7 separate regions of the Mus musculus genome follow, and all the other regions are linked to region 1. Evidence: chromatin contacts called from public promoter capture Hi-C data. All regions are on one chromosome and are shown on one strand. The core of a region is the stretch at or near the end of the contact, and the rest is flanking DNA. Distances in the headings are between cores, read along the strand shown. Region 1 holds the start of Tmem87b (transmembrane protein 87B). Region 2 holds the start of Ptpra (protein tyrosine phosphatase, receptor type, A). Region 3 holds the start of Ncaph (non-SMC condensin I complex, subunit H). Region 4 holds the start of Itpa (inosine triphosphatase (nucleoside triphosphate pyrophosphatase)). Region 5 holds the start of Trpm7 (transient receptor potential cation channel, subfamily M, member 7). Region 6 holds the start of Ubox5 (U box domain containing 5). Region 7 holds the start of 4930473A02Rik (RIKEN cDNA 4930473A02 gene).

What was found. Promoter capture Hi-C pulls out the DNA fragments that hold promoters and counts their contacts. Capture Hi-C pulls out chosen DNA fragments and counts their contacts.
Region 2: a promoter capture Hi-C map of liver shows a contact between it and region 1, with 6 times the contacts expected there. The contact joins the promoter of Ptpra here to the promoter of Tmem87b in region 1. A contact is called at or near these places in 2 of 39 promoter capture datasets (both in liver) and 2 of 9 other capture datasets (adipose tissue and liver).
Region 3: a promoter capture Hi-C map of pre-B cells shows a contact between it and region 1, with 4 times the contacts expected there. The contact joins the promoter of Ncaph here to the promoter of Tmem87b in region 1. A contact is called at or near these places in 4 of 39 promoter capture datasets (cranial neural crest, liver and pre-B cells).
Region 4: a contact with region 1 is called in a promoter capture Hi-C map of liver, with 2.5 times the contacts expected there. The contact joins the promoter of Itpa here to the promoter of Tmem87b in region 1. A contact is called at or near these places in 1 of 39 promoter capture datasets (pre-B cells), 1 of 115 datasets of contacts at active chromatin or transcription factors (pro-B cells) and 1 of 9 other capture datasets (liver).
Region 5: a promoter capture Hi-C map of liver shows a contact between it and region 1, with 5 times the contacts expected there. The contact joins the promoter of Trpm7 here to the promoter of Tmem87b in region 1. A contact is called at or near these places in 1 of 115 datasets of contacts at active chromatin or transcription factors (astrocytes) and 2 of 9 other capture datasets (adipose tissue and liver).
Region 6: a promoter capture Hi-C map of frontonasal cranial neural crest shows a contact between it and region 1. The contact joins the promoter of Ubox5 here to the promoter of Tmem87b in region 1. A contact is called at or near these places in 4 of 39 promoter capture datasets (cranial neural crest, frontonasal cranial neural crest, liver and 1 more).
Region 7: a contact with region 1 is called in a promoter capture Hi-C map of liver, with 2.8 times the contacts expected there. The contact joins the promoter of 4930473A02Rik here to the promoter of Tmem87b in region 1. A contact is called at or near these places in 3 of 39 promoter capture datasets (embryonic stem cells and liver).

What each region holds. Positions count from the first base shown.
Region 1 is chr2:128,816,528-128,819,721 of GRCm38.p6, forward strand. Tmem87b (transmembrane protein 87B) reads left to right here and starts at 1,776. Exons shown (of 19, transcript NM_001355629.1): 1 at 1,776-1,976. The coding sequence starts at 1,812.
Region 2 is chr2:130,448,637-130,451,691 of GRCm38.p6, forward strand. Ptpra (protein tyrosine phosphatase, receptor type, A) reads left to right here and starts at 1,642. Exons shown (of 21, transcript NM_001163688.1): 1 at 1,642-1,922. Gm52562 (predicted gene, 52562) reads right to left here and starts at 2,934. Exons shown (of 3, transcript NR_165481.1): 1 at 2,899-2,934; 2 at 2,657-2,808; 3 at 1-2,147.
Region 3 is chr2:127,132,579-127,135,964 of GRCm38.p6, forward strand. Ncaph (non-SMC condensin I complex, subunit H) reads right to left here and starts at 1,376. Exons shown (of 18, transcript NM_144818.3): 1 at 1,271-1,376. The coding sequence starts at 1,289. Gm35347 (a long non-coding RNA gene) reads left to right here and starts at 1,375. Exons shown (of 3, transcript XR_374955.4): 1 at 1,375-1,718.
Region 4 is chr2:130,666,289-130,669,597 of GRCm38.p6, forward strand. It overlaps Itpa (inosine triphosphatase (nucleoside triphosphate pyrophosphatase)), which reads left to right and starts at 1,514. Exons shown (of 8, transcript NM_025922.3): 1 at 1,514-1,647. The coding sequence starts at 1,582.
Region 5 is chr2:126,874,387-126,877,735 of GRCm38.p6, forward strand. It overlaps Trpm7 (transient receptor potential cation channel, subfamily M, member 7), which reads right to left and starts at 1,875. Exons shown (of 39, transcript NM_021450.2): 1 at 1,588-1,875. The coding sequence starts at 1,590.
Region 6 is chr2:130,628,052-130,631,428 of GRCm38.p6, forward strand. It overlaps Ubox5 (U box domain containing 5), which reads right to left and starts at 1,987. Exons shown (of 7, transcript NM_001255993.1): 1 at 1,865-1,987; 2 at 438-584. It overlaps Fastkd5 (FAST kinase domains 5), which reads right to left and starts at 1,951. Exons shown (of 3, transcript NM_198176.3): 1 at 1,865-1,951; 2 at 438-584.
Region 7 is chr2:130,562,420-130,565,592 of GRCm38.p6, forward strand. It overlaps 4930473A02Rik (RIKEN cDNA 4930473A02 gene), which reads right to left and starts at 1,330. Exons shown (of 9, transcript NR_040348.1): 1 at 1,235-1,330. It overlaps Mrps26 (mitochondrial ribosomal protein S26), which reads left to right and starts at 1,338. Exons shown (of 4, transcript NM_207207.1): 1 at 1,338-1,571; 2 at 1,662-1,808; 3 at 1,889-2,012; 4 at 2,519-2,975. The coding sequence starts at 1,360. The coding sequence ends at 2,638.

The DNA.
Region 1 (3,194 bases), core at 526-3,025:
TACTACATCCACCCCCTGCTGATGGCCCTTTGCTGTGTTAGGTTTGATTGATTTTACCCTGGCCCCTGGCTGAGTGTTGTGGATGGAGGAGATAACAAATACAGCCTAACTAACTCAAGGAAGCAATGCTAGTGCCACTCTTCCTTGGAAATGAAATTACCCTAGAATAAGAAGCATCTAATTAACAAAAGTAATTACTCTTTTTTTTTTTTGTGGCGGCTCGTGCCTTTATTTTATTTTATTTTTTTAAAGATTTATTTATTTATTATATGTAAGTACACTGTAGCTATCTTCAGACACTCCAGAAGAGGGCGTCAGATCTCATTATGGATGGTTGTGAGCCACCATGTGGTTGCTGGGATTTGAACTCTGGACCTTCAGAAGAGCAGTCGGGTGCTCTTAACCACTAAGCCATCTCGCCAGCCCATAATTACTCTTTTAAAATGTTAATTACATTTTACTTATGTATTGAGTGGGAAGTATTTGGGGGTTAAAGAACAACATTCCAGAGTCTGTTTCTGGGACCTTGTGGGTAGTCAGCTTTGGCAGCAAGTGCCTTTAACCTCAGGACCATCTCAATATTCCATTTGCTCTTCAATAAGGTAAACTCCCTGTTTAGTCTATTACTCGGAGATCGATACCTCTGTGAGATATTTAATGAGCCGTAAGATACAGTTCTGAATTGATTACTGGTTTAATGGTCTCTATTAAAGGTACTCCTTGTAGTGTGGAATGTTGCTAGCAGAGGAAGCTGGTGACCAGGGCGATATTAGAACTTTCTAGAGATCCATTCCTCTCGATTTTACTGTGAACTTAAATGTGCTTGAAAAATAGTTAACTATTTTAAAATAAGGAAATTAGAGGTATAAACAGTAACTCCTACTGAATCTAATCGGGACTAAAAAAACACCTTCAGGAAAGATTCAAATTCATATAAAACATCAATTTCCTAGTGCCACCTACTGGTGAGACCTGACTATTGCTCTCGAAACAATTTTTTCCCCTTAGTTGACAAGTATTTTGTTTTGCTTTTAGACAAGCTTGTGCAGCTCACGCTGGTCTCACGCTTGCTATGTGGCTATAGGCTGTCTTTGAATTCCCACGATCCTCCTACCTCCACCTCCCAAGTACTAGGATCTTCATTTCTGCAACTTGTCATTAGAGTGCCCCATTATCCTCGGGGCCCTGCTCTGCAAGCTGACCTTTCAACTGCGTTGCAGCCAGGTCTTTCCTTTCTAGTTTCCCTTAAGGCCCTGCCTCTTTTTCCTCCCCCTCCTCTCCCTGTTCTTTTCCCCGCCTCCATCTTTCTACACACAACCTTCCCCTTAAAGCAGCTTCTAGTTCCGCCCAGGTTCGGCCCTTTTAATCTTGTAGTCCCGCCTCCACACTTTGGTTCCGCCTTCCCTTCTCCCGGGAAGGCCCCGCCTCCCTACCACGCCCCGTGCCCATAGTCCCGCCCCAATTAAGGTCTTGGCCCCGCCTCCACTCCCGGCCCCACCTTCTCAGCCCCGCCTCCACCCGGCCCCACCTCCCAGGCCCCGCCCCCTCCGTGGGCGGGTTTCCCTCTGGACTCTCTTCCCTTCCCTCCACACTTCCTCGGTTCCTTCCAGGCCTGGCCCTGAAGCCCTGCTCCAGGTTTGAGCCTATTTCCTCTAACAGCGCCTATCCGCTTCAGCCCAAGACCCCCTCCGCATTCACGCCCGTGCTCTCGTTCCCCTCGTGGGCACGCCCCTTCAGGGGCGGAGCTGAGCCAGGTGCGGCCCCGGGGCGTGGCCGGGTTCCGGGAGCGCAGGTGCGGCGTCCGCGTCAAGATGGCTGCCGCCTGTCGGTCTGAGGCTGGCCTCCTTCCCAGCCTCCTCTGCCGCCGGCCCGCCGGGGCCCAGCTGCTGCGAGTTGCCCTGTGTCTCCTGTGCTGGGTCCCGGCGGCTGTGGACGCAGTCCCCGAGCTCGGGCTTTGGACGAGGACGGTCAATGACGTAAGTGCTCTGTAGGGACTGAGGCGTGGCGCTTCTTAGGCTCCAGGGCCCTGGCTGGATAGCTCCGCCTGCGGACCAGTCTGGCCTTGGGCACATTCACTAGGGCTCTCTGGGACCAGCGGTGGGTCCTCTGACGCGCTTCTTGAGCCTTTTGTCTAGAGTGGGCTCTGGGAAGGGAGCGTCCCCCTCCTCTGCCTAGGCTTCTGGGAAGAGCGGTCCCACTGTGCTTTCCTAAGACGGCTTCCCTTTCCAAATGTTGTTGCTGCTCGCGAGGCTCTCCACCCGCCTCTCACTGTCCTGACACGGTGTCTCTAGATCTTGCTTTTGTTTCTTCAGTTCAGAGCCCCAATCTCTGCATTCCCAGCGGCATCGCTGGGACCGAATACTTCGGCTAGGTTACTACTACTGGGGCCACATCCACAAGGCCACAAGGTTTGTCTAGCCTTTCTGTTAGAGCATAAATTGAGTGTGCTCTACAGTCGTGCATAAAGTCACCTCGCCTCTCTTATTTTTCTTGAGTTTCTGTATATTCCTTAGTGTTCATGACTTCTGCGCGTGTCTGTGGAACAGGGTGTTTGCTTAAGAGTGTTTAAAGGGCGAGTCTGATGGATGAAAACTTCCGTAACTGGGCAGGCCGTTAGAGAACTTGACGTCCTGTATGGTTAAGAGATGATGTGGGAAGAAGGCAGAGACCAAATTGTGCAAAGTCTTGCAAAAGAGACAGGATATCGGGAAGCGGCCTTGTCTTGAGTCCAGAGTCAGATGACTCGCCCAGATCTGCTTGGGATGTGTGGAAACAGCGTCTAAGTTCTAAAGGTGACATTTATATTTATATTCCTTCAACCAAAAGTAGTATCAGAAGGTGCACATACTTCCAAACACAAAACTGCAGAGGCTCAAGTGTAGGCTTCATTCTGTGGCCCGGCTCAGTGTATTCATTGCGTTTGAGATTCTTCTGAGTAGGTGCCCAGTATTTTTTTTTTTTTTTTTTTTTTTTTTTAGCTGTCATATGCTTTGTTCAGGCTGAGTTTATTTCCTGTGTAGCTCAGGCTGGTAGTGTCAGCAGCCTTTTTTTGCAAAAAGCAGGATGATTATTTTTTTCTTATATCAAGTTGTCAGAAATGTATCTTTTAGAACAGAGAGAATGAAACATGTCTTTGTATACTTACCACGATAGGGCCTGCCCATCTCTATGGCTGTATTTCTCATCAATAAAAA
Region 2 (3,055 bases), core at 392-2,891, 1.6 Mb after region 1:
ATCCTATCCTTCAGCCCTGCTATTCCAGTTCTTACCTGCAGGCACCAATGCAGCAGAGAACAGGGAGCTCCCACTTATCTTTCTCTTGGTTCCTTTTTTTCTATTTTATTTTTCTTCCAAGATGGCTCTTGATTGTGCTAATGGGGTAGGGAGCTCTGAAAAGGACCAGGAGTCATAGGTTAACTGTAAATAAGAAAAATTTCAAAAAAATTAAAAAAACAAAAAACCCCAAAACAAAACAAACAAACAAACAAACAAACAAAAAACCGAAAGAAAGAAAAAGAAAGAAAAGAAAAAAAGTTTGCTGGTAGGGTTTGCTCTAAAGCCAAGAGGCTGCTTTCTTAGCCAAGAACCAGTATTTTTCAGATTTGTTTTGTTCTGTGTTGGTCTTGTTTTGTAAAGTATTGTGTTCTAGTGAAAGACCCAACTTTTCATTTGGTCACTTTTCAATTTGCTGTGTATTTGCATCCCTGATAGACTTTGTACTTTCTAGGAAATGGGCTTCTGGAACTTGTAGGAGGAGCGGACCTCATTGGCAGGAGTCTGACATTTAGGAGACAGGATAGAGGTCTTGTAGACTGTCACTGAGATGGCCCTGAGGAGGGAGATCAAGAGTCACAAATCTTAACTCAAGGAGAGGTTTTTACTACCCAGAGGGAGGAAGTTTAAAGAAGGCCCGCTTCAACGCACATTTGCAGGTCCTGGCTCTGGTCTGCGCACACTTACTTATTCAACAAATAAAGGAAGGGTGTTTGCATAGAGTTCTAACTTGGCGCCCTAGGTCTAGCAGCATCCAAAGTGCTCTAAACTGAGGACTGCTACCTTCCGAAAAAATCGACTTATGGTTCCTAGAAGCTAGATGCACAAAGAACGCTGTTCGCTTCCCTGGTCTCTCTCAGCGCTTTCAATCTTCTCCTGACCACTATGCATGTATCAAGAAGTATCTCCCCGCTCGCTGCGGAGCACCGTGTGCTGTGCTTCCATCCAGCTCTAGAGAATCAGGCCCAGCTTGCACATCTGGAAAGCAAGAGAGATTTCCCTAGGGTTCGGGTGGGGATGATGTGGGCTGGTTTATTTAAGATGACATACTCAGAGCTAGACCGGTCCTAGGTACTAGGCAAATTCTTCTCGCAATTACATCCTTTAAGTGCCTTACAACTAACTCTCTCTCTCTCTCTCTCTCTCTCTCGTGTGTGTGTGTGTGTGTGTGTGTGTGTGACAGAGAGAGAGAGAGAGAGAGAGAGAGAGAGAGAGAGCGAGAGCGCGAGAGAGGCAGAGGCAGAGGCAGAGGCGCGGGGTGTGTTAGAGAGAGGATCACATTTGGAGAAGGATGGAGATGGCTTTCGAGTGCCTGAGTTCACCAGTTGGTGTGGCTTGTGCCTGGTGTCAGTTTCCTCATCTGTAAACAAGGAAAAAAGCCCATGCCCGGGGGCCTAGGACCGTGACTAGGTGGGAGACGTGTGCCAGGGGAGGATAGGGAGCGTCCTGTCCTGTTACCCGGAGACCCCCAGTGCGCCCGGGGAACTCCGCGGCGCAGCGGGGCGCGCAGGGGTGGGGCTCACGGAGGCGGAGACGCCCGCCCGGCGTCAGCGAACCAGCGCCCGCCTCTCAACGGCCAATGACGAAGCGCCTTACAGCCCAGGCCGCGACGGGAGAGAGGCTGCGGCGAGTGAGGCGCTGACAGGGACTCGCGGGGGCATCTTGCACAGACCCCTGGACCACGCCGCCATCGCAGCCTCCAGCCCAGTCCTCTCTCTGCCGCTTCTCCTCGCCATGGAGGCGAGGCCGCCGCCGCCGCCGCGGGGCTTCGAGCAGCGGACCGGGCGGCGGCCCTGAGGGGAGCGGCGGGCCGAGACGCCGCCGCGGTCCTGAGGCGGAGCTGCCGTGCGCGTCCCCCGCGGTCCCGCCCAGCGCCGGGCTCGGTAAGCGTTCGCGCCTGCCGCCGTCGGGAGGGCTCGGGGAGGTGGGGTGGCTCGGCCGCGCGTGGGAGCGGTCCCTGGATCCTATCCTGGAGGAGCGCCTCTGGCTTGTGCATCCTGGCACCGTGGACAGGGGGAGGGGGTCCCGGAAACGTGCGGGACACAGACAGGCTGGAACTTTGCGGACGTCCTCCTCCGGCCCGGGCCAGGGCGCTGCCGTAGTTCATTCTGAAAGAAAAAAACTTTGAGCAGCGAAAATGGGATTTGCTCAGGTCCATTTAATGGGAGGAGATAGGTGGCACACGCAGTGACCATCCCACCTCCCACCTTCCCCTTAAGACCCCTTCCTGGTCCTACTCCCAGGCCCCTCTCTGCCGCCCATTCCCAACTGTTGTGTATGCTTAAGAAGGAAAATATGGACTTAAGCTACCCAGAATTCAAAAGCAGCCACTTGGGAACGCACATCTCCTGTGTTTACTTTCAGTAATTCTTAAAAATTGCCACGGGGGGGGGGGGTTGAGCCCCTAATATTTCCTAAAAATAACAACTACAGAGGCAGAGATGATCCTGTCTATTAGAGGGTTTTGTTGTTGATAGTGATGATATTTGTAGGACAAGCAAAAAAATGTTCCAAACCCTCTTGGACAGAGTGTGATGTCGGCCGAAGCCCTTGGCTAGGATAGGGAATTTCTGTTGAAAACCAGCCTCATGTCCCCGGCTATGGCACCACTTGTTACCTGCTAACTCTTGAAGCAGCCAGAGAACCAAAAGATGGTGGATGAGGAAAGACTGGGACAGGATGAACATCTTTCTGTCTGGATACTCCTTTCGAAAACGTAGATCAGACGCTGTCATTTGTGTGCTTAAAAACTCCTTCACTTTCCTTCCTCTGTGAATGAGATGGAGGAAAACCCAGATGCCTTACCGTTCCCTACAAGGCTCTTGGCAGTCCTTCCTGAACTTAATCTTTGATGGTTACCTCAGTCCTCTCATTCTCCTTTCTCTTCCACGCTGTGTTTAGCCATTCGGAGCGGCTCGGCCACCCCCTCATATGTGGGAGGGTTTTGCTTTCAGGGTCCCCCTTCTCACCCTTCCTTGCCTGGTTCCGGGCCTTCCTTGTTTGAGAAGCTTCTTGC
Region 3 (3,386 bases), core at 126-2,625, 1.7 Mb before region 1:
ACCTGAGTTATTTCCTCCCCACACCCGGACAACTGGTGCAGGTCCTGAATGTATTCTCTGCAAGGTCTGTCTAGTGATCTCACCGGTACCCATGGCTTTATCATCTCCATGATGAAGAAAAACAAATCTACCTCCCAGCCTATGGACCTCGGTCAAACTCGCCCAGTAGATACGAACCCCTTCACCTGAGCGCCTCTCCAGAAGTCACAGGCAACAAATCCAAACTGAAACTATTATTCCAAAACTATGACTTAGGTCTACCAGGTGGTCAGTCTCACTAAGCTTAGTTATGACGGTCTAGCTCAGAGTTTCTCAACCTTCCCAATGCTGTGACCCTCTGACACAGTTCCTCATGTTGTGGTGACCCCCAACCATAAAATTATTTTCCATTGCTACTTTATAACTGTAAATTTAGTGGTTATGAATCATAATGTAAATATCTGTGTTTTCTGACGATCTTAGGCGAACCCCGTGTAAAGGTCATTTGACACCTCCCCATGGGGGCTGCCACCCAAAGGTTGAGAACCTACGGTGTAGTTAATTCCTAGACTAGTCCAGGTTCCTTCCTAGCTCTTCTCTTGTACAGGATGCTCAGCCCATAAAGTTCTTCTCAATGTTTGCTTAAAAATCTCGAGTCCATAACGGACAGGAGTTATAGCACTAGGTTTTATCTGTCAAATATTTGCCATACTACCTCAACTTGACACAAGCTCCAAGAGGAAAAGGTATTTATCTGTTTCGTTCCCCACCCCCCGCCCCCTTTCAGAGTGGGTCTCCTGTAATCCAGGCTAGCCTCGAAGTCGCTATAGCTGAGGACAACCTTGAACTTCTAATCCTCCAGTCTCCATCTCAAGTGCCCAGGCTTCTTCGGTTGCGAATCTCGGCGTCTGACCGAAGGTCTGTCCCAAAGGAAGCCCTCAAGACTTTAGAATCAGTTCCAAAACACAGGCACGAATGCTCAACACAGAGCGGTCGACACTTTGCTTCCACAGCTCCCCACACAACGTCCAGTCCAGAAAAAACAAAAAACAAAAAAAACCCACTTTATCCTCCGTTAGAACCAGGGCGCGGGGAGTATTAGAGCCCAGCCGCCACTGGCAGCTGCGTCCTGATTGGCCCAGCGCCCCGCTTTCCCTTGCACTCTCTTCCCCTCCCCCGCCGGAGCCCCCGGCCGAACCCCGCCGAACACATTCGTCCCTTCTGGACCTGCCCACGCGAGCACCCTTCGGTCCTGATCCTGCCAGCCGCGCCTGGACCCACTCGAGCTCACCTGAGCGCGGAATTCTCATCTTGCTCTCCACGTCTCCGGAGTAAGTTTTAAATCGCGAGCGCCAAGCGCGGTAACCGCCGCGTGACGTCACTGGGGCGTGGTCTTTGGTGCGCCTGCGCAGGCCGCCTAGGCGGCTGGCTGATCAGAGTGGCCCCGGAAACTTGGACAGTTTTGAGTCTACGCGCGAGTGAACTAGGTGCAGCGGTGACCCAGCTGAAGACGTTTGGAAACATTCTGGCGCCGAGCGCTGGGCGCGGAGTAGGATGTGTGGATCTGGGCAGGCGAAGGCTGTGCTTTCCTAGAATCTGGATTGTAACGGGGAGGCAGGTTTCTGAGGAATCGAGGTTCTTTGCCGGTAGAAAACGCTGCCCTTATTGGAAGTTCCAGGCAGGCAAGAAGGAATGCAGAGCATTGTGTATGCACGTGTAGACTCCACCCAGAGTATTGTGTATGTATACACCCACAAGGACATTGTGTGTGCTCATGTGTACACAGGCCCCAGAGCATTGCGTTTACATGTGTATACTCTTCCAGGAGCATTGTGTATGCGTGTGTACACACACCCTAGAACATTGTGTTTACTTATGTTTATACCCCCAGTAGTTTTTATATATGTGTGTACATTTCCAAAGAGTTTTCTGTATGTGTGTGTGTGTACATGTCTATACACACACATACCAGAGCATTGTGTATGCTCTTACTTATACATGGACATACCAGAACATTGTGCAGGCATGTGTATCTGCACCAGAGCATTGTGTTCATATATCTATACACATGCATGCACACACATTTAAAACTAAATTTTTGTCCAGATTCTTGTAAAGAGCTTTTTGGAAATCATTTACCTACCATCATTTTTTTAAAAAGAGGCTGGGGTGTAGCTGTTTAGCATCCTTGACATTATTTGCCTGCCTATCAGCAGTACCCCTCATTATGGTGACCAAAACTCTGCCTTTTGTTGAAAGCTACTTTTTAAAAAAATATTTCATTTCATGTGTATGAGTGTTTTCCCTGTGTGTATGTATGTATATTTACCACATGCATGGCTGGTACCTGAGAAGATCAGAAAAGGGTGTCAGATCCTCCGGGACTGGAATGACAGATGTTTGTGAGCCACCATGTGGGTGCTGAGAATGAAACTCAGGTCCTCTGCAAGAGCAACGAGTACTCTAAACTACCTCTCTAACCCCAAAAGCTACTCTTTTTTTTTTTTTTTTTTTTTTTTTTTTTTAGTGATATTCCAGCAGTTACTTTATTATTCAGGATTTTTAAAAAAATTTTTATTAGGTATTTTCCTCATTTACATTTCCAATGCTATCCCAAAAGTCCCCCATACCCACCCCTCCACTCCCCTACCCACCCACTCCCACTTTTTGGCCTTGGCGTTCCCCTGTACTGGGGCATATAAAGTTTGCAAGTCCAATGGGCCTCTCTTTCCAGTGATGGCCGACTAGGCCATCTTTTGATACATATGCAGCTAGAGACATGAGCTCTGGGGTACTGGTTAGTTCATAATGTTGTTGCACCTACAGGGTTGCAGTTCCCTTTAGCTCCTTGGTTACTTTCTCTAGCTCCTCCATTGGGGGCGCTGTGATCCATCCAATAGCTGACTATGAGAATCCACTTCTGTGTTTGCTAGGCCCCGGCATAGTCTCACAAGAGACAGCTATATCAGGGTCCTTTCAGCAAAATCTTACTAGTATATGCAATGGTGTCCAAAAGTTACTCTTTAAAGCTAGTTTTTGCACCACTTTAGAATGAGGCAGAGTGTTTAGAATAAGGCCCCAGACCTTAGCACAACTGACTCCATGACAGTTTGGACTGTTAAACTTTATCATTTAGATAGGAGCACCTGCCAAATACCTACTCCATCAAAGTCCACAGTTCTGGGAAAGTCTCTAAATGTCCTAACTTTGTTTTTTAGCTTCTGTAGTCCCACTTCTGGCTAACTGTTCATGTTAACTGAAGTATGTCAACCCAGAACATGGTTTTTGTTCTTAAAAGTTCACAATGAAGCTGGGCATGGGCCTTTAATCCCAGCACTTGGGAGGCAGAGGCAGGCAGATTTCTGAGTTCGAGGCCAGCCTGGTCTACAGAGTGAGTTCCAGGACAG
Region 4 (3,309 bases), core at 264-2,763, 1.8 Mb after region 1:
AATGAACCACAGGTCCTCAAAAAATAACACCATCGAGGGGCAGTGAAGAGGACACTATGATCTGTCTCCAAAGACACTGTATACAGCAAAGCTTCTGAATTGTGTAACACGCAATATTAAGGTCACGAGCAAAGATTTGAGGAGAACATAGCTTTGGCTACTCTGTGAGGACAGCTCTAGAGTTTAAGAAAAACTCATTAGTGGGCTGGGTATGTGGCTCAGTGGTACAGTGCTTGCCTAAGTCCCATAAGCCCCTTAAGTAAGTTGCATCTATATAACAATACCCAAGGCTGTACAAGGTTAATAACATTAAGCTAAACAGCCAGGCTTGATTAGGATTCTATTGTTTGTGTGTGTGATTCTGGGGGCCAAACCCAGGACCTTGGTCATGCTATGCAAATGTTCTACCATCAAGCTACATCCCTGACACCATATATAGCCCAGGCTAGCCTTTAATTCATGATCTTCCTGCTTTAATCTCAGTGCTGGGATTATAAATGGCCACACTTCCAGCTAGCACCCTGTACTTTTGTTTTGTTTTTTGTTTTTCGAGACAGGGTTTCTCTGTATAGCCCTGGCTGTCCTGGAACTCACTTTGTAGACCAGGCTGACCTCGAACTCAGAAATCCACCTGCCTCTGCCTCCCGAGTGCTGGGATTAAAGGCGTGCGCCACCATGCTCGGCTTTTTTTTTTTTTTAAGATGTTTTTTATATGTATGAGTGTTTAGCTGCTCGTATGTGCGCTGCATTATATATGCCTAGTGCCTTCAGAAACCAGAAGAGGGCAATGCATTCCCAGGAACTGGAGTTACAGACAACTGAAAACCACCATGTGGTGCTGGGAACACAACTAACTCTGGAAGAGCAGTCATGTACTTAACCGCTTGGCCATCTCTCCAGCTTGAGCTTACAACTTTCAGAGAACCTAGGCTCAGTTCCCAACATCCACACCAGGCAGCTCAAAAGCACTTGTAACTCCAGTTTCAGGGAATGCGACACCCTCTTCTTGAAGGGGCTCATGCACTCACAGGGTAGGGCTAAGAGGGTCACTCATCTTCCTTGGTGTGTTCCCAATGCAAAGGCTGAGGTGACGGAATAGAGAAGGGATAGGGTTAGCTGGGCAAGAAAAAAGGAGTCGAAACACTAGCTATCAAGCCTAACACGTAAAAGACTGCTTGGTTATGCTGTCTTAAGTTCGCAGTGAGGTTCGGATAGACTCCCAGGCTTACAGCCCTTGTCTAAAAGATAGTCTTTCTCAACAGAGTTGGAGGTGCCGGAGGGGCGCCACCACAGCCGACACCCGTCAGGGCGCGGGTTCTTGGCTCCCCGGAGTTGCTTAGCAGAGGATCTGCGCGCTGATAGACCTCTCCACCCCTCAGCGCGTCCCAAGCGCCTCAGACACAGGCTGCGGGATGCTCATCTGCCGCGGCTGCCACCTCCCGGATGTTGGCAGCAGTAGCCGGAGGCAAGCTTCAGGCATCCGATAGGGCCGGAAACCGAGCTACCTACTTCCGCCTCCGGCCGGAAGTACCTTCCCGGCAAAGGGTTACTGGGCATTCTGGACCGTAACCCTCGCTTGCAATGGCTGCGTCTTTGGTCGGGAAGAAGATCGTGTTTGTGACGGGAAACGCCAAGAAGCTGGAGGAGGTGTTGTGGGGTGTGGAGACTGTCTCGGAGGCGGGTGGTGATTGGGCTGCTGGGCTTTCACCAGGGATGCACGGGAGAGAAGGCGGGAAACGAGGCTACGAGTTGTAGCCTCGGGGAGTGTGGGGTTTGCCCCTGGCTGTGTTGAAGGTCTGGGCTTGGGGAGAGACCGCCGTGGAGTGTGGCGCCTTGAGGGTCAGAGGAATTTTTTTTTTATATATATAATCATTATTTTGGAGATAATGACTCGTGTAGTCCAGGCTAGTCTGACCCTGTTGTGTAGCCAGAACTGACTTTATTCTCTTGACCCTCCTGGCTTCCGAATTCTGGGGCTGCACGCATGCTCCACCTCACGAGTTTTTTAGATGAGCTGGTAAAGTCAGCAGGCTATAGGAGCTGGAGTAGTGACATGTGTGACAAAGATAAATTACCCCTGAAGCCCTAGATTTTAAACCTGAGTTCAGACACCTCCCCTCCTGAAAAGCAGTGTGTGTGTGTGGGGGGGGGGTAATGGAGGGATGTTGATCCAAATTGAGTATAGTTCCATCTACCCTTCCATATCTGAGATGTGTAATACCTCATAAGAATCATGGCTGACATGAATGAGGAAAGGCACTTGCCAGTCAAGACTGACCTGAGTTCAATCCCCAGGACACATGGGAAAGCCAGATGTGTGTAGCAGCACACTTCTGTAACTCCTCAAGATGGGAGGGAGAGGCTGAAGAATCCTCAAAGCTTGAAAGCTAGCCAACTTGAGGTACCCATAGCAGCAGAAATGCTGCCTACCAATTCACTGCATTCTTAAACTGAGGACAAAGGGACCTTTAATCCAAGTTACACCAGGCAAATGTTCCTCTTTCTGCCATTTTTTCATGACAACCTGATAATCCAAAACTGGCTATAGTGAACCTTTTATTCTGCTTGCTTTGGGACATAAAGCTAGTCTAAAAGTATGCTTGGCAGCGCTTCCTGAAATGAACACATCTCAGTATGTGTTTTCCAGAATCCCATGCTGTGGTCATCATATCCTCCTCCATCTGCCTCTCTCTAAAGCATGAGGCACTCACAGGCGTTTCTTAGTAGGGTTTGGCACGGTAGCTCTGACAAGGTTTCACTTTCTGGGAGAATAACACTGTTGTGTTATAGATAAAAGTCAGCAGTAGAAAGACTCGGGTTTAAAAAAAAAAAAAAAAGAATCATGGCTGACCACAGTATAACAAAAGGCAGGTTAACAAAAGAAAAATGTGACAAGTTTGTCAAAACTCTACATGCTACAGCTTTTAGAACAAAGACCCAGAGGCTTTATTTAATTTTCTTCTGACTTTGGATCTAACCCAGGACTTAAAGCCAATGATTATCTTCCTCCTTATTCCCTCGTGACAGAGTCTCAAACCTAGAGTGTGCTCTTTGGTGGGGTAGCAAGCTCAAGCAATCCGCCTGTCTCTGCCTCCTCCGGGGCTGAGGTTACAGGTAGCACGACTGTCCCAGACTTTTATGTGGTGCAAGGGACCAGAACTTAGGTCACCGTGCTTGTGTTGGCGAGTGCTCTTCCCATTGAGTCACTACCACAGCACAACATGCCCAGTTAAAAAATTAACTTACTTTATGAGTTTGCATATATGTCTGTGCCTGTGGAGACCTGGAGAGGGCGTTGGATCTGCTGAG
Region 5 (3,349 bases), core at 625-3,124, 1.9 Mb before region 1:
TAAACCACTCAACTCACTATTTATCAGGAATTAAGCAGGGAAAAAAAATAAAATTAACACTCTTAATTCTAAAGTTAGACTGTTCTCCTTACAGAATCAACAAGTTTATGCATGTCCAAACAATACTATGTGCCATATACGGTGAATTACTTACAAAACTAAAGCTATTGTTTTTTTTTGGGGGGGGGGGATCTTTCATCTGTTAATGAAAACGTTTTAAAAAATATGTAACCAGTATGTTCAAATGTATGCTGTTTACCATCTAAAATGAAAAACTAGATATATCACTGAATACTCTGTGCTTAACGGCTTTCAAGGCACTTGGATTCAACTCACCCTCCAGTAGAGTCCCTTAAATCAAAGCCACAAGTATTTAAATGAAATGATTTAGCGGAGACAGAGGCACTTTAACTTTCCTTTCAGAAACTAGGAAAAGCCAGGCGACAGACACCTGTGATTCCAGAGCTCAGGAGATGGACGCAAGAGGATAAGGAACTCAATGATAGACTCAGGATTTGAGGCCAGCCTAGGCTGTGTGTAATCCAGTCTCAAATAAAAGGAGTCTTCAGCGGCTGGAGAGATGGCTCGGCGGTTAAGAGCACTGACTGTTTTTTTCTGAAAGTCCCGAGTTCAAATCCCAGCAACCACATGGTGGCTCACAACCATCCCTAACAAGATCTGACTCCCTCTTCTGGAGTGTCTTAAAACAGCTAGCTGCAGTGTACTTACATATAATAAATAAATAAATCTTTAAAAAAAAAAGTAGTCTTCAATAACTTTACAAACGAAAGTGAGAAATGCAGTATTTATTCACATGTACTTTATAAGTAAGACACTTCTAAACCTAGCCCTAGCCCGACATGGTGGCGCACGTCTTTAATCTTGGGAGGTAGAGGTAAGCGGATCTCTGAGTTTAAGGCCAACCTGGTCTGTCTACACAGTGAGTTCCAAGCCAGCCAGGGTCACAAGCGAGACCTTGTCTCAAAAATAAAGAAAAGGCAGAAAACTAAACCTGTCTGACTTCGGCAAAGAAACACCAGTTTGCATAAAGCCTATCAAGTTAAACTACTGAGCAGGAATGCCTTTCCTGCTCAGATCCTAGATCTAAATGGCTTTCTTTGTAAGAACTCTCCAAATCCGGTTCCTGGCCTTAACAACAAAAGCTCTAGCCAACGCTGCAACACACCGACTCCCTCCAGTCTGCACATTGGCTTCAAACTGTCTGGGACAACAGATGAGGTAGTTCGACGCAGACCTGGCAACGCACGGTCTCAGCCTCCCAGGAATTGTCCCTTCCCTGTCGCCTGCTAAACAAAACCCCGAACCACATCGCAGTCTACACCGTCAAAATCGCTCCCGTTCTATTAAACAAAATAATAGTAGAAAATGTACCTGTAGAGCGTCTGCGGCACAGCCACCAAGTCACAGCTCGGAACCCGCGCCCTTCTCCTTGCCACACCACCCCAGCCCTCCCTCCCTTTCCGTGACGGCTCCGCTGCGAGCGGTGGCGCCCGGAGGGTCACGGAGCTCCCCGGAGCGCCGCCCAGGCTCCCGCGAGGCCCGCCCGCGCCAGGCCCGGCTCCGTACCATTCTCCTCACGGGGCGGACTCCGGAAGGGCAGCGGCTCCTCCTCCACCTCCGCGGCCTGCAGCCATCTATCGGAAAGCGTCTCCGGAGGCGGTGGCACGGGCCACCGAACAAGGACAGCCCCGGGAAACCTTCTCAGAACTAACTCAGCTCCAGCGCTAGCAGCAGAAGTCGAGTCTTTCATAATTGTGCGACCAGCTCCGCCGGGTGACTGGCCACAGGGACGCGCCCGCGCCCGCCTCCGCCGGAGACGGGGCCGCGGCAGCCACGTGACGGGGCCGTCGAGTGCGTCGCGCGGAGGGCGTGTCACGTGAAGGGCGCGCTTACTGCGGCCTGCCCCTAAGCTCCGCCGGCCGGGAAACGCCGAGCTGCTGCTTTCCCTGGTGTTGCTGGCTTCGGCTTCCCCTGCCTCTGTCCACGAGAACTTGTTCCGCTTTAATGACCAGATTCCCCGGCTTCGCCAAAACTTAGCTCCCGGCCGCGCACGCTTGTCTGTTTCTTTTGCTATCGCATCTGTCTACGTTGGTTATTAGCGATCTCTTCCCGCACGTTATCCTTTCCCATCAAGGGTGCAATCCGTTTTTTTTTTTTTATCAACACTGCTATTATTAGTGACTTATTTTAGGTGTATGTGTGTTTTGCCTCATGTATGTCTGTGTACCATATGTGTGCAGTGTCCTCAGAAGACCGTGCTAGATCCTCCAGAACTGGAATTTCAGACATTTAGTGTTATTTGAGTTCCTTTGTAGCCCAGGCGCCTGGCCTAAAATGACCTTGAACTATGGATTCTGCCTTTAACCCCACACTGCTGGGATTGCCGGCTTTTGCCATCCTGAAAGTTTTTTGTTTTTTGTTTTTTTTTAGATCAGGAGTAGTGGCACATGCCTGTAATCCCAGCACTCCGAAGGCTAAGGCAAGAGGACTGCAGTAAATTCCAGGCTATCGAGGATTAGAATGACACCATCTTAAAAACACAAAACCAAACCTGCTTTTGGCACATCATCTTTCTGTATGTATATTATGGGTATGGAGAGTCTTGGAACCAATTCCCTACAGAGACCTAGAGACATTTTTTCTTACAATTTTAAAGGCTCCTCTGCCTGAAGGGCTGTTCTGCCTCTATCTTTCCTCTTTTAACTCTGGCTAATCTCAAATTTACTGTAATCCTCCTGCCTTAGATATACATCTTTAAGTATACATTAAATCAATAGATGCAAAACCTAACAAAATACAAATGTGTATTTCTTTAGATTAATAAAATGTTCAGTATAATTTTATTTCCAATTATTTTCCTTCTTTGGTTGGTTGAGTCAACCTAGAACCTAGGTATAGGGCGAGCCAACTGCACTAGCCTGCTCTGTGTCTATAGATGGACTGTGGATGGACTAGCTGAAGTTTCCTACAATGTGCACGTACCTTGGTTTGGTTTAGCTTCTTCCATGCTGCATAGTTATTATCTCCCAAGCAATATGACCCACAGTTCACTGAGCCAAGCCTCTTCAACAAACTAATCCAGCCACTCACTCTTTCTCTTACAAGTTTTGTGGTGCTTATAAATCATCTTCAGGCATTCCCCACCTTGTAGGCCTAGGAGGAGCAGTGTTTTTAAGTGCTTCAAGTGCTGGCCATGGTGGTACATGTCTTTAATCCTAGCACTTGGGAGGTTGAGGCATGCTGATCTCTGTGAGTTCAAGGCCAATCTGGTCAACATAGCAAGTTCCAGGCCAGCCAAAACCACATAGACTATGTCTCAAAAAATAAA
Region 6 (3,377 bases), core at 737-3,236, 1.8 Mb after region 1:
ATAAATAAATCTTTAAAAAAAAAAAAAAAAAAAGGCACCACCAGCCAAGCAAGGCCTCGCATGCCTTTAGTCCAGTACTCGAGAGGGAGAGGCAGTGAGATCTCATGAGTTCGAGTCCAGGACAGCCAGTGCTGGTTACAGTGAGAAACCTTGTCTTGTGGTGGCACTGGGGAGGGGAGGGGGGGAGGGGAGTGCACTACCATGGCTGGCCAGAATTCTTTTATATGAAAGGAGTCTTATGAAGCCTGGTGGTGGGAGTGGTGACAGAGCTAGTTTTTAATCCCAGCACTTGGGAGGCAGAGGTAGGTAGATGTCTGTGAGTTCAAGGCCAGTCTTATCTACAGGACAAATTCCAGGACAGCTAGCGCTATACAGAGAAACCCTGACTTGAAAAAAAAAAAAAAACAAAAAACAAAGAAAAAGAAAAGATGACTTACTGGCTGGAGAGATTGCTCAGTGTTTAAGAGTACTGGCTGCTCTTCCAGAGGATTGGGGTTTGATTTCCAGCGCTCACACTGTGGCTCACAATCAACCTTAATTCAAGTCCCAGGAGATCCAACGCCCTCTTCTGGCCTCCTCCAGCACTGCATACAAATGGTGCAGACATGCATAAATGGAAGTCACCCATACACATATAATAAAAAAATATAAATTGACCTATTTACATGATAAATGCCAAGACTCCGTTGGGGACCAAATAGATAAATAAATAAATAAATAAATAAATAGATAGATAGATAGATAGATAAATGAGAAAGACACACAGGCACATCAGTCCGGCACAACTCTCAGCTGTATGAAATAGTAGTCTTCAGATTTTATTTTGGTCTACCAAGCAGGACTAAATTCCCTAGGGCTAGCCTTCGGCAACTGAGGACAGTAAGCCTTAGAACCTAGTTCTAGAAAGGCAATGTTCTAAGCCGGGCACTGTTCTACGCCTTTAATCCCAGCACTCGGGAGGCAGAGGCAGGCGGATTTTCTGAGTTCGAGGCCAGCCTGGTCTACAAAGTGAGTTCCAGGACAGCCAGGGATATACAGAGAAGCCCTGTTTCGAAAAAACAAAAAACAAACAAACAAACAAAAAACAAAGGCACTGTTCTGGGTCCTCAGTGTGGGCAAAGTGCAGAAAACATGAGCACAAAATACCAGTTCCCTCTGACGTTGGAGTATCTATATATGAGCGTCACAGGATGAAGCAATGCCCAGATGCCTACACCAAGTGAGCAATGTAGCCTCTGAGAAGAGGCGTGAATCTATCGACTATAAAGGCTCCTGTCCAGAGTTCCCGAGTTAGAGCAAAAAGATCTTAACAGAAAAGGAGCAATTACTTCCTATCCCCGGGGGGAGAAAGAGAAGGGAGAACCACTCCTGGCCCGAGTTGGGTTTGTACAACCAGAAACTGCTTAAAATGAAGAAAGGATATTTGTCCTATTGCCTCACCCCGTCCTAAGCCCTACATCAAACGCTGCTCAAAGTGCTGGCGAAAAGCTGATCAGAAACGCCGACTCGCAGGCGCCGACCGAGACCCTAGGCTAAGTCACTTTGCTAGGGCTTCACGTGCACACTGGAACGGAGAGACCAGGGAGACTGCTATCACAACAGCCCCGTGAGAGACGCAGACTCGATCTCCACCTCGCAGGGGGCTAAAAGCGCCGTCCGGACCCACTCTCACAGCAGTCCGCCGTGATAAGGTGACCCTAGAGGGTGATGCTGAGAGGTGCTCCGGGGCGGCACGAGGACAGCCCGCGGGGAAGCGCAGCAGGCCCGGGAGAACCGGGATGGCGGAGCGCGCGGCCCGGACCCGGCGAGGCCAGAGTGCAGGCAGCAAGTCGAGCCACCTCGTCCTCCCCGGCCGCCCACTCACCTGAAGCCCGCGAAGGCAGCTCCCTAACTCCAGTCCCGGGCCGCCCCGGGTAAGTCAATGCACAGACTCCTGCATCAACCGCTCCACAACCCACTTCCGGCCAGCGGCCCTCACCTTCCGCTTACGTTGGTACCGGAGCCGCTGAGGTTCAAAAAACCGTAGTCGAAGTTTTCCATGACCATTTTCTAGTTTCTGACCTTAGAACATGGAGAGGGAAAAATATTATCCTGGATGGGTCGCTTTGAAAGTAATTGAGCAGAAGTAATTGGCACAGGTTCTGGGTTTTATGACTTTGAAGAAGTCACACAAACTTTTCAAGCCTAGTTTGTCATCTATACAAAGAGAATCATGATGCATTTCTAATAGTGAAAATGCTTTCAGAAGAGGAACTAGCAATGGATAGATGAAAATGTATGCAAGGATCCCGGCATAGGGATGCACGTCTTTAATCCCAGAACTAAAGAGGCAGAGGCAGGTGAATCTTTATGAATTCGAAGCCAGCCTGATCAAAATAGTTCCAGGACAACCATAGCTATATAAAGAGACCGGGAAGGGAAGGGAAGGGGGAAGGGGGAAGGGGGAAGGGGGAAGGGGGAAGGGGAAAAAAAGGGAAAAGGGGGGAAAAGGGGGGGAAGGGGGGAAAGGGGGGAAAGGGGGGAAAGGGGGGAAAAAGGGAAAAAAAGGGAAAAAAGGGAAAAAAGGGAAAAAAAGGGAAAAAGGGAAAAAAGGGAAAAAGGGAAAAAAAGGGAAAAGGGAAAAGGGAAGGGAAGGGAAGGGAAGGGAAGGGAAGGGAAGGGAAGGGAAGGGAAGGGAAGGGAAGGGAAGGGAAGGGAAGGGAAGGGAAGGGAAGGGAAAAGTGGAGCTGGAACTGAAGGTGGGTAGGTCAGGATGGTCTACCTCCCTTAGGAGGGCCTCACACGTGGCTGGTTTGGCTATCAAGGTAAGAAAGATTCTCCCAAGTCCTATGTAACAGAAGTGCCTGTCCCAGGCCTGTCGGTGTCTATTCAGTCTTCAGCCTTGTCAGTGCCATCTATTTGAGACGCTGTGAAGGAAAACTGAGAGAGATACCATACTTTCTCCAAGGCACTGGTGGGGAAACAGGCTATATAAGAGGTTGTGACAAAGAGATTTGAGACCAGCATCCCAGCTTCTGGGTTCTATGTAAGGCAGCCTGCCTGGCTGTGAACATTTGAACATCTGTGCCTTCCAGACCATTGGTAACATGGCCCTCACTGACTGGGGACTTCTTACCTGATTACAACCTGCTCATGAACCCAGAGTGAAAAATCCCACCCCCAGGGGACAAACTTTGATTGCTCCTGGGCAGCCATGACAATCTAGTTTCTCTTTGCAAAATGCTGTTTCCTAGTCTCCTATGAAGTGGGAGGAGCTTATAGCCCACCTCTAGTCAACAGTACTGGAAAGGAAGAGTTATTGCATGCTTCTAGGACTTTCTTGGCTTGCGCATATGGAGGCCAGAGGTCACCATCAGGCAACTTCCTCAATTACTGTC
Region 7 (3,173 bases), core at 80-2,579, 1.7 Mb after region 1:
GGTTAGGGAGCCTCTAGGGAAATGGCCCATACCCTAGAATATTCTCTTGGCCTAGACACTTAAGTTATCTGAGATGAGTTGCCGGTTGTCTAGGGTGACCCTGAAGAAGAAAGGGTTAGGACAGGTATGGTGGCATATGCCTTTAATGCCAGAATTTAGGAGGCAGTGGCAGGTGGATCTCTGTGAGCCTGATCTACACTGTAAGTTCCAGGCTAGACAGAGCTATCTAGTGAGACCCTGCCAAAAAACAAAACAAAAACAAAAACAGGGTGGGAGTGTCAGGTTCCCTGACATTCGGAGCAACCCTGTGGTACTCCAGGGTAGGGCAGCAGTAATGCCCTGGTTTCCACAGACCATCCATCCTGGATCCTCCAGGGCCCAGCAATGGTCTTATGGCCGGAACCCTGGAGGAAAACCTGTCACCAGCTTGCCCCCAGGACTCCAGAGTACACTCTGGCATCTCATCTCCAAAGCCTGACTGAGAGAAAGAAAGTGCAGACTGGGCCTCCACCAAGCCTGGAAGTTGAGAGCAGGGTTTAAGCAGCCTCTGTTCTCTTCTGAGAAAATGTCTGTTATTGCACCCAGTCCTGGCTCCTCAGACACTCCCAAGTGTCCTGGAAGTGCAGGACCATGGCCTGGTGTTCTCTGCAGAATCTGGTCTAGACAATACTAATGAGTGGGGTGAAAGTTCAGTTCCCCAGTACTCGGGTCAGCTTCTGATTTCCAACAACTCTCCTTGCTGGAGAGGCAGAGGGGAACGAGCTACTTCTGAGACAGATGCTCTCTGCCCTGCTGCACTGCTGTTTCTCTTCAGTTGGAGAGGAAATTGTACTTCATAAATAAGAGTAGTCTCGAGGTGGGAAGACCCCGGGTCAGGTGGAAGAGGACAAGGGTCACCTCACAGGTCGCCCAGTTGAGAACAAGTTGTCACTGATACTGAGAACTCTGGCAACTGCAGAGCTCCCCCAAGACCACAGCAGGGCAGTGCAGTGCAAGGAAATGGTTTGCAAATCTAAAGTTTAAAGTAGCCAGGAACTCCAAATTTCTTGCATCAGGTCTGGGAGGGTAGACAGGCCATCGGCGGGCCAGAGAGCCCCAGAGCCACACACTTGGGACGGTGTCCAAACTTGTGAACAAGTGGGCAGAGCGTCCTGCGGTGTAGCTGTCTTTAGCGGGCGACGCAGCCCAGCAAGCTGTGGGTCTCCAAGGTGCCCCTCGACCCCTCCCACTCTACCCGAGAGTCCGGACGTGCATTGGACCAGACAGCAAGAGCTCCGCCCAACAGGGACGAGGACAGGAGGCTCCCGTGGTGCTCCGCGGCCACTTCCGGGCCGGGCGCAGGCGCAGGCGCTGGCTGTCATGTTGCGCGCTCTGAACCGCCTGGCGGCGCGGCCGGAGACTCGGCCCCCGACCCCGCTGCTCCTGCCCGTGCGCGGCCGCAAGACCCGCCATGACCCGCCTGCCAAATCCAAGGTCGGACGGGTGCAGACGCCTCCCGCCGTGGACCCTGCGGAATTCTTCGTGTTGACCGAGCGCTACCGACAGTACCGGGAGACCGTGCGCGCTCTCAGGTGCGTGTGCTTGTGCGTGTGGAGGGCAGACGCCCTTCGGGAAGGGCCGGGGCCGAGGGTGGGTGCTGACTCGAAGCCCGTCCTCCCCAGGCTAGAGTTCACGTTGGAGGTGCGAAGGAAATTGCACGAGGCCCGAGCCGGGGTTCTGGCCGAGCGCAAGGCGCAGCAGGCCATCACGGAGCACCGGGAGCTGATGGCCTGGAACCGGGACGAGAACCGGCGAATGCAGGAGCTACGGTGCGAGAGGCCCGGGACTGGGTGGGCTGGGCTAGGCTCATCTGTGGCCCCGCTCACCCTCGGCGTCTTGCCCCTCGCAGGATAGCGAGGTTGCAGCTGGAAGCACAGGCCCAGGAGGTGCAGAAGGCTGAGGCCCAGGCCCAGAGGGCTCAGGAGGAGCAGGCTTGGGTGCAACTGAAAGAGCAAGAAGTGCTCAAGCTGCAGGTGGGCATGCAGGAGGTCATGGGGAATGTGGACATTGGAGACCCCAGCAAGGGAGGCTGGGGGGGGGGGGGGGGGATGACAGCACTGGGCGTCAAGTGACCAGAGTCTTCAGGAGGCTTCTCCATCAGCGCAGAGGGTATGCCTCGCAGGCAATGGTCAGTAAAAGGTTACAGGCTAGTATTGCCTTGTGAAACTTGAAGTCAGGGAAACCGTAAGTGAGAATGGAGCGCTTTTTAACACGTAAGAGGGATTCATGCACTTGAGAGAGTCCACCCACCTCTAATCAGGTTGTCACGATTTGTTCTTGGGTTGTGGCCGAGAGATCTGATGGGTGATTGTCCAAGGAAGAGCAATATGATGGTCGAGGTCACCTAGTACAGTTGTGCTGGACGATTGGTGGGACACTCAAAGAGACCCTGGGTTCTTTTGACACCCGTGGACTAGAGACAGTGCAGGCAGCCAGCTCTGGGAGAGATCCCACAAAGCCAACCTTTCTCTTCCTGTAGGAGGAGGCAAAAAACTTCATCACTCGGGAGAACCTGGAGGCACGGATAGAAGAAGCGTTGGACTCTCCGAAGAGTTACAACTGGGCCGTCACCAAAGAAGGGCAGGTGGTCAGGAACTGAGCACAGAGACTTCTGGGGGCCCAAATAAGCACAGTGCTTGCCTAGGGTCTGTGTACTGGGATAGGAATTGGTACATCCCAGGAGGATGGCTCAGCCGTTTCCAGAGCAACCTCAGTCACTCCAGGCTCGGCACTCACCACCTGACTGGGAACTCCCAGATGTCCCTGTTCTGGCACCACAGACAAACTCAGGGCAGCATTAAACTCTGGGAAGTTCCTATCGCACAGAGGATCGGACTGGACTGTGTCCCCTCTAGAAGCCAAGCTTGTCTTGTAAGTCTCTTGGAGTCGTGTGAGCCAAATGTTTCCTGCTTTTATAAATAAAGTATTGGAGCCCAGTCTTGCCCATTTACTGGCTATAGTTACAGTGCTAATGAAAGAGGAAAGTAGTTACACCAGATGCTAACTTGCTTGTAAAATCAAAGGCGTTTGTCCCTAATTATTTGAGTCTTTAGGTTTCTAGCCAGAAGCAAGTTTCACCTAACTGAGCTATGAGTTAGGTACCTGCTTTGCTCAATCCTGGGATTTTCTGGCTA